Linked DNA regions of Zea mays: region 2 is linked to region 1. Evidence: chromatin contacts called from public Hi-C data. All regions are on one chromosome and are shown on one strand. The core of a region is the stretch at or near the end of the contact, and the rest is flanking DNA. Distances in the headings are between cores, read along the strand shown. Region 1 holds the start of LOC103631824 (DDB1- and CUL4-associated factor 8). Region 2 holds the start of LOC100277316.

Evidence for each region. A called contact is a pair of places that touch in the nucleus more often than the background predicts.
Region 2: a contact with region 1 is called in a Hi-C map of leaf, with 4 times the contacts expected there. The contact joins the promoter of LOC100277316 here to the promoter of LOC103631824 in region 1. A contact is called at or near these places in 3 of 25 Hi-C or Micro-C datasets (leaf and tassel).

What each region holds. Positions count from the first base shown.
Region 1 is chr1:18,633,456-18,637,360 of Zm-B73-REFERENCE-NAM-5.0, forward strand. LOC103631824 (DDB1- and CUL4-associated factor 8) reads left to right here and starts at 2,198. Exons shown (of 20, transcript XM_020545330.3): 1 at 2,198-2,561. The coding sequence starts at 2,475. It overlaps LOC103631823 (protein ALP1-like), which reads right to left and starts at 1,183. Exons shown (of 2, transcript XM_008653575.4): 1 at 911-1,183; 2 at 1-832. The coding sequence starts at 1,158.
Region 2 is chr1:18,782,100-18,786,538 of Zm-B73-REFERENCE-NAM-5.0, forward strand. LOC100277316 reads left to right here and starts at 2,055. Exons shown (of 2, transcript NM_001150916.2): 1 at 2,055-2,473; 2 at 3,502-4,196. The coding sequence starts at 2,319. The coding sequence ends at 3,880.

The sequences.
Region 1 (3,905 bases), core at 948-3,447:
GTTGTGCAATATTATGCATGTTTTCATGATGTCCCCAATGTGTTCAGGACTCCAACCGTATGCAGGTCCACGGACCACACCCCATCTCTTCTGGAGTACACCGAAAGCTCGTTCTATATCTTTTCGAGCAGACTCTTGAATTGTTGCAAAGTGTTGGGTTCTAACGTCGTAGGGGTTACGGATTGTCTTCACAAATGCGGGCCAGTCTGGGTAAATCCCGTCTGCTAGGTAATATCCCATATTGTACGTGTGCCCATTCACAGTGAATGAAACGGGTGGTGTGTCACCGCTAAGATGCCTTTCGAAAAGGTTTGAACGATGAAGAACATTTATGTCGTTGCAACTACCTGGCAGACCAAAATATGCATGCCATATCCACAGGTCATACGACGCAACAGCTTCCAAGATCATGGTAGGATGTTTACCACGCCCTGTAAACATCCCCTTCCATGAACTTGGGCAGTTACGCCACTCCCAATGCATGCAATCAACACTACCAAGCATACCAGGAAACCCACGTGACTCGCCAACTTGGAGAAGGCGTGCGATGTCTTCTGCATTTGGTGCACGAAGATAGTACAGAGCAAACGCGGTTTGGACGGCCGTGCAAAAGTGTTTCAATGCCTCATGAGCAGTAGATTCGCCAATACGCACGTATTCGTCAACGGCATCAGCTGGAATACCGTAAGCAAGGATTCGAACAGCAGCAACAACTTTCTGTAGAGCAGAAAGACCCATATCACCCGCACAATTTGGACGTTGAATAAAATAAGGATCCACTTGTTGCACAGCATCAACAAGGCGCTCAAAGACATGGCGACGCATGCGGAACCTACCATAGAATTCATGTGTCATAATAGGGGTCGTAGAGTTTTGTACATGGTAAAAAGAATGTGTTAATTGTAAATACCTCCTACGAAATTGAGCATCCGTGTACACGGGGTTGGCTCCAAAGTAGTCCGCTCGGATTCTTGCATCGCCGCTCATGTGATCACGATGAATCCTAACACGCCCTGGAATCGAACCACCATGACGACGCTCATTGCGTGCACGTCGCCTCCTATTGACCATGTGCCTCGCCAACTGCAACTCTTCTTCTTCCTCTTCCATTTCTTCCATCAAGCGCACAAGAAAATTGTTTTCTAAGTAGGGATTCATGGTAGTCGAGTTTGTAAAGGCAAGGTTGAGTGAAGTATGGAAGGGTCACTTGGTATTTATAGAGGAAGTACGCTTCGGATAGAAGACAAGCGCTTGTCGTGCAAGGGAAGCAAGGCTATGGCTTCTCGAAGAAGAGTACTGGCTTACGGTGCAAGATTGTCCATTTTAAAACTTATTTTGGCAACAATATTATAGTATGTGGCGCGTTACCCACAACAATTACACAACAACAAAACAATCAATGTAATTATTATTGATATTTCGAATTTATTGCTTTAAAAATTAATAAATACAATTTTTTCGGATCATTTGTATAGTGTCAAATGATAACAAAACAAAGAAAAATGAAAAAGAAATGGAAAATGTGAATCTGTTAACACTGTAGCTTTAGGGGATGGAATTTAGAGGACGCTGCTGGAGACGGAGAATATATAGAGGACAGAATCTTTTAGAGTGTTCTGTAAAGGACAGAGAATATTCCTTTAGGGGACGAAATTTAGGGGACGCTGCTGGAGACAGCCTAACACTGTGGCTATAGGGGACCGAATTTAGAGGACGTTGCTGGAGACTGAGAATATATAGAGGATAGAATCTTTTAAAGTGTGCTGTAAAGGACAGAGAATATTCCTTTAGGGGATGAAATTTAGGGGACGCTGCTGGAGATAGCCTAAAGAGCGTAGAAAACTGTTTGAAACTCTATATTTAGAGTACACCAGCCTAAGACCCTGTTTGTTTCGGATTATAATCTCTTTAGATTATATAATCCAGCGCAAATAATCCAATAGGTAAACAAACATATAGATTATGAGTTCAGATTATATAATCTAAAGCCCAGATTATGATAATCTCATAATCTCCTAAGAGTAGCTTATTTGAGATTATTTTGGCAAAAAACCCACTACCTATGGTTATGTAAATAGAAATTACAATATATGCCATACTTCTTTTCTCACCTCAAATAAACAAACAAGGGTATTACTGTCTAAACAAACAGGCCTAAATTTGTTCTTGCACGTTTGGACGATTGTAGGCCCCACCTGGGAGCCCACGCCTTGGTCAGCAGTGGCTCCACGCGTCTCCGACCGGCTGCCCCCCACTCCCCCACTTCGACCCGGGGGCGCCCTCTCTCTGTCTCCGGAACCCTTCCAGCCTTCTCGCTCCTGGAACCCAGACCTCAACCCTTCCGTCCCCGACCATCGACCCCCGAAGGACCTGGCGGTGTCCAGATTTCCAGAAGCATCCCCCATCCAGCCCCCGGCGATCGTGCGGAACCTGGCGGCTGGGGACGCGGGAGAAGCGGCGAGGGCTAGCTGGAGATGGACACGGCGGAGAAGATGCGGTGGCCCTTTTCGGACGGCAGCGTCACCGATCTCCTGGACGCCCGCAGCCTCCACGGCTCCCCCGTAAGGCCCCGTGGAGCAGCAAACCCCTGGGATTTCTCCTAGCGCTTTAGGCGGCATTTATGCTTTGCTTTGGATCGAATTGGTCGATTCGTAAGGGTTCGTGTCGGCGAATCGATGATTCAAAGTGATTGGCGGGGGCGGTTTTGGATGAGTTAGTGGGTGCTGGGTTGCATTTCCGGATCGTTACTTTTGATTAGGTTGAAACTCAGAAGGGTTTGTGGACATGGAGGAACCAGCTGTTGTTCGATGCGCAGCCTGATACCAGTAATTGGATTAGAATAGCGGTTTGCTATATACCGTATCTGTCTTTAGAAATTAATTAATATCGGGCCACTTCTGAAATGGTGCAGTATCAAGTTGACTTCAGAATTCTTGCTCTTTATGTGGTGCAAACCTGAAACAACCTGCTGAATGTTCAAGGTGAAAGTGAAACAATACAAAAGAACACATATTGATCTATTCTTGGTGGTGGTGAGGTCTTTAGGTAATGGTGAAATGATATGGCCTTTTGTACTATATGTGTGTGTGTGTAAATGGAGAAATGGATTAATTGAGTGATGTTATTTCTCACAAAAATGTACTTAATGTTTTGTGTGCAGAGTGTGCATACAGCATACTGGTCCTTACCACCTAATATGTGGCATGCTCTTCGCAGTAGCTCTTTTCTTCTCAACTTACATATGTATGGTGACTTATGGACCAGTTATAAATACATGGGCAGCAGCAACAACAACAACAACAACAACAACAAAGCCTTTTATCCCAAGCAAGTTGGGGTAGGCTAGAGTTAAAAACCCAATAGAAACCATAATCAAGGTTCGGGCACATGGATATCTGTTTTGCATGCATTTCTATACAAGGCTAAATATTTGGGCATGGACCATCCTTTCAAGTCCCCTTTTGCTTTTTCTTCCTATGTCAATTTCGGTCTTCATCTTCCTCTCTTCTCATTGCTACCGTGCCTTAGGATCCCATTATGCACTGGCACCTCTGGAGGTCTCCGTTGGATATGTCCAAACCATCTTATCGGTTGGACAAGCTTTTCTTCAATTGGTGCTACCCATAGCCTATCACACATATCATCGTTCTGGATTCAATAATTATTTATTTATTCATGAAACTATATTCAGGAATAAAAGAAGGCAGCAAACATCATATATAAGCCTTGAAGAAATTGATCCACCACATGAAACATGTCATTTGTGTTAGAAAGAGCAATGAAAAGGAACACCAATGCCCCCAAGGCCCCAACTATCCACATTCTTGTTTGCTTAGTTACCAGGCAAAGAGGTCTGGTCCAGCATCACCATCAACTGAAGCATTCACGACAAATGGCTCTTCTTT
Region 2 (4,439 bases), core at 805-3,304, 150 kb after region 1:
GAGGATCTGCGCTTTCCATAGCGCATGATTGGTCTTGGATAACTTTTCGGTCAGTTGGAAACCGAAGAAGGGATTGATGGCGATGCTTGAACCCGTCGCCATGGAACTCTAGGCTCTGATTACCATATAAAGTTGCATGCACCAACCAGTCCATCCCAAAAGCTTAAGCTCATGGAAGGAGTTGGACAATTCACTTATATTATATTCTAACAATGACAAGAAGAAATTCGCTCCCATAGCAAAAATGATACTTGCTTTTTTTAAACGAAAGGAAGAGTGCATTAATCTAGCACTGAAAATACCCTAGTCACGTTCGGATAGGCCAATCAGGGCGATAATCTAATTTTCCTAAGAGATTTATATTTTCTCAATGAAAATTAGTTTATTTTCTCTTAGAAAATTAGGAATTCTTCTCAAACTAACTCTCAAAGTTATTGCCACATCAGATGAACGTGGGCCCCTGCCATCCTCCTGGCTGTCACGGTCGCGTCATGTAGAGTAGAGGGGTCAAATAGGACCCGGTACGGTACCCACTACCCCTCTATCTCACGCCCGTGTTGCTCGCAATTTACACGGGGTGTCATTGCCAGCCGCAGCGGTTCCTCTTAAATTTCTCCCCGTATATCACTTTTTGTGTCACATCATCAACATTTCATCCTCTACTTTTTCATCAACCGCAGTGGTTCCCCTTATATTCTCCTCATATACTCCACTACAACTGTAAAATATCATTATCCAATCATATTCATCATCTATTAACATTTTTTTCACATATTTAAAAATCACCGTACAAATAAACAGTGAAAGGGGACAATAAACTCACACTGGCTACAGCGTGTTCTTGTTCTTTTCCACCGCGTGGAGGGCCTTACGAGGGGCTGCGCTGCGCGCAGGGACGGCTCTCTAGCCGCATGCAAGAGGAGGGGCTGCTGCGCGGCGACCGCTGCTGTCAGGCCCACCCCCAGCGTACAGCCAGCAAAGTCGACCGCCTCATCTCGCCCCAGCCCCACGGCACCGCACCACGTGGATCTGACAGTCGGCCATTGCCGTCTGGGCCCTCGTGGCAGTGGAGGGACGGTAACAGATACCGGCCCAAGTTGGCCCGGCCGTTCAGCGATGTCCATCCACCCAGCTGCAGTTATTCCTCAGAGGAAAGGGTTTCGCCCTGGATGTCGTCGTATTCACGGCCTTGCCACTCGCAAGGACGTTTTGTTTGCTCTCCATTTTATTACTCATGAGGTGACTTTTGCGATGGCACCTTGATAGTTATACTATTCATATGACTCCGTTTTCAGTCCCTGGCCGACCTTCCCTGCCCACCTTGGCTGTTAGTTAATTATTTTGGATCAAAATTCTTATGCTCCGATCAAATCTTATAAGAGGAGCGATGTCTGCAGCAACACTCTCTAAATTCATTATCTATATTCATCTTTTATAGCCTCCTTTAAATTTTTTTCTTTATATCTCCTCTCATTCCAACAACGTTCTTTATATCTCGTTCTCTATACATAATACCTAAATTAAATACATATTTTACTTTAAATTTTTGTACATTTTTATACTATCAAATGCATATTTTAGTTTTGATAAATATGTTGTTTTAAATATTAAAATAGATAGAGGAGAGAGAAACACAGAAACTCTCTATTTATAAAAAATATATATTAAACTCTCAAATGTATTGTGCATATTAAAATTTCTTCTGTAAGTAATTTCCCCTTATAATATATTGAAGCGGCAAGTCTTTTGCCACTTCATTTAAAAAAGAGAGAGAAACTCTATATATATAGGAGAGAAAAACTTTATATAAAAATCTTAGAGGATGTTGTCGTAAACATAAAGGATGACAATCTAATCTAAAATTTAGGATAGAGGAGGCTTTAGAAGACCAACTGGAGAGAGTCTAAATGTGTAAAACTACAAAAGGTAAAGGCGTAGACTGCAAAACCTCAACCAGTGAATAAAATAAAATATTACAGGAAATCTTTACCGGCCATGCAGGAAGAGGAGGACAAAAGAGGGCAGCTTCGGCAAGATCTTGAGATGTGTGAAGACTGCAGAAGACACCGCATCAGGCACCACCGTCCACCACACCACCACCTTCATCAATTCCTGCAACGTCCAGCCACGCCCTCCCCACAGGACATCCACCCCCAGTCTCATCACCCAGGAGGAGCGACGAGGAATCAAGCAGCCAGCTAAACAACCAACCCCATCGTCGGTAGATAGCCACGCTGCTGGGCTCGATCCGGCCGATCGATCGCATGCGGCACCTACGGATGCCCCACGCATCCGTCTTCTGAGATCTCGGTTGCTCCATGGGGAGCGGCAAGGCATCGTCCCCGCCAGGCGCCGCTGCCGGCGGGAGCGCCCCGCCGCCGGGCGGCGCCGTCGTCTGCTGCATGTGCGGCGACCGCGGCGTCCTGTCCGAGCTCTTCCGCTGCTCCGCCTGCTCCGTCCGCTCCCAGCACACGTACGTGCATCCGTCCACACCCTCCGGTCTCTCTAATCAATTCTTTTGTCATCTCAATGCGCGTCGTCGTCGCCCATGTCCGTACCTGCGGCCGATCCCTAATTCGATCTGCACTTGCAGTGGCATCGATTACGGCACTTATGAAAATATATTCTAATTTCGTTGATCTCTTTTATTTGGTTGCGACTGTTTGCGTCGGGGATTTTAATCACATTATTTAGGCGCTTTTATTTGTGAATCGAATCGATCGGGGCCAGATGTACATGTGCCTTATCTAGCTGCGGCTTTGGTTCCCCACATATATATACACTATACTATATTACTATCACTATTTCTGATAGCATTAGAAATTTCTCCAATGAATATATGCAACGATGCTGGATGCGTGGTTCTCCTGCGCATTCTCGAAGAAGAGAAAAAGGCTGTCGATCGAATTCAGAATATAATCTTGAAGAACCACGCCATCTAGCCGCGCGCTTTGAATCTAGAAATGCCCACCACACTATCGAACTGATAGTTCATGGGTTGATGTCAACCTGCACAACCTTTTTTTTTTCTGAACAACACGTGAACCTGCAGAAACTGCTCGTCAGCGCTTATTCTCGCCCCCATAAAAACTCCAAAATGGTACCATCATTTTTGTGTACTGTACATACATCTCGTCTCCATTTCCCCGCCGACGATCCCTTTCGTCTTGCCCGTCCTTATAGTTTGCTCCGGACACTTTCCCTCACGTCCCCAAATTTGTCAAACGAAACGGGGCCCACATGCACATTCGCTGGACGTTGATTTTTTTTTTGTTTCAAAAAATTATAGAGCTGATTTTTACCCGAATATTACAGCGCCACTGTTTATTACCAGCGGGTCTTAATTAGTTCACGTGAAAATGTACGTGTTCACCTCATAATTTTGCATGCAACAACGTACATACACGCCAGAATATATAAATCTATATTTACATGACCATCTGGCTAATGTATATTAATTCTGCTGTTCGCGTATGTACGTGTACGTGATCGTGTATCCAGATACTGCACGGATAGGTACCCGAAGGCGGAGTCGTACGGCACCTGCAACTGGTGCCTCAGGGCGGATGGGCGCGTGGCTTCTACTTCTAACTCGCCGAGATCCGCTGGCAAAGCGGCTGCCCGGCCGCCATCTCACGGTGGTGACACGATCGGCAGCGGAAGATCGCCCAAGGTTGCCGCTCGTGGCGACTTTGCGTCTTCCAACCTGAGCAAGCCTGTCAAGAAGCAGCATGCGCAGCGGATCCTGCTGCGGCGGTCGGCGTCGGACCTTGGCAGCCGCGTTCCTACCGACCACAACGCGCCGCCGTCGCCCGGCGTCGCGCGTGGCAGGCCGAAGGTCCGGAGGTACAAGCTCCTGGAAGAGGTGATCAGTAGCTAATAATAGTCTAACTAGCGATACCCGGTGCGGTGTCGATGTCGTGGAAAACATTATCGAGTGCGTGTGCGTATTAGATGTATAATACGTACGTGCATGTGTATCTAGCTAATATATAGGGGTAGACACGGCATCTTGCGGTGCTGCCATGCATGCATGGAAATACTACGTGCTGATCGATCTCAAGCATTACTCAGGGTGCTCGCGTCGTGTTGTATTTGTATATGAGGTATTGTATAAAGCATCGGTTCCCACGGTTTCTAACATCGTCGTGGGAGTTATGCATAAATGAGCACACTACCTCACTGGTATTCTTTTACAAGTGTCTCAAACATTTGTAAAAGTTTTTTTATACTCGGTAAAACCTTTGCCTAGTGTTACACTCGATAAATATTTTATCGCAAATGATTCTATGACAAAATGATTTCAAATAAAAAAAATTCGTAATTACACAGTTTTATAATATTTCAAGACCTATAACTTTTATTTTGGTGGTTTTTCAATCGAGTTCGTTTGAAAATTTCGAATTTTAAAATTTAAACAAAGTTTTGCATGACAAGGT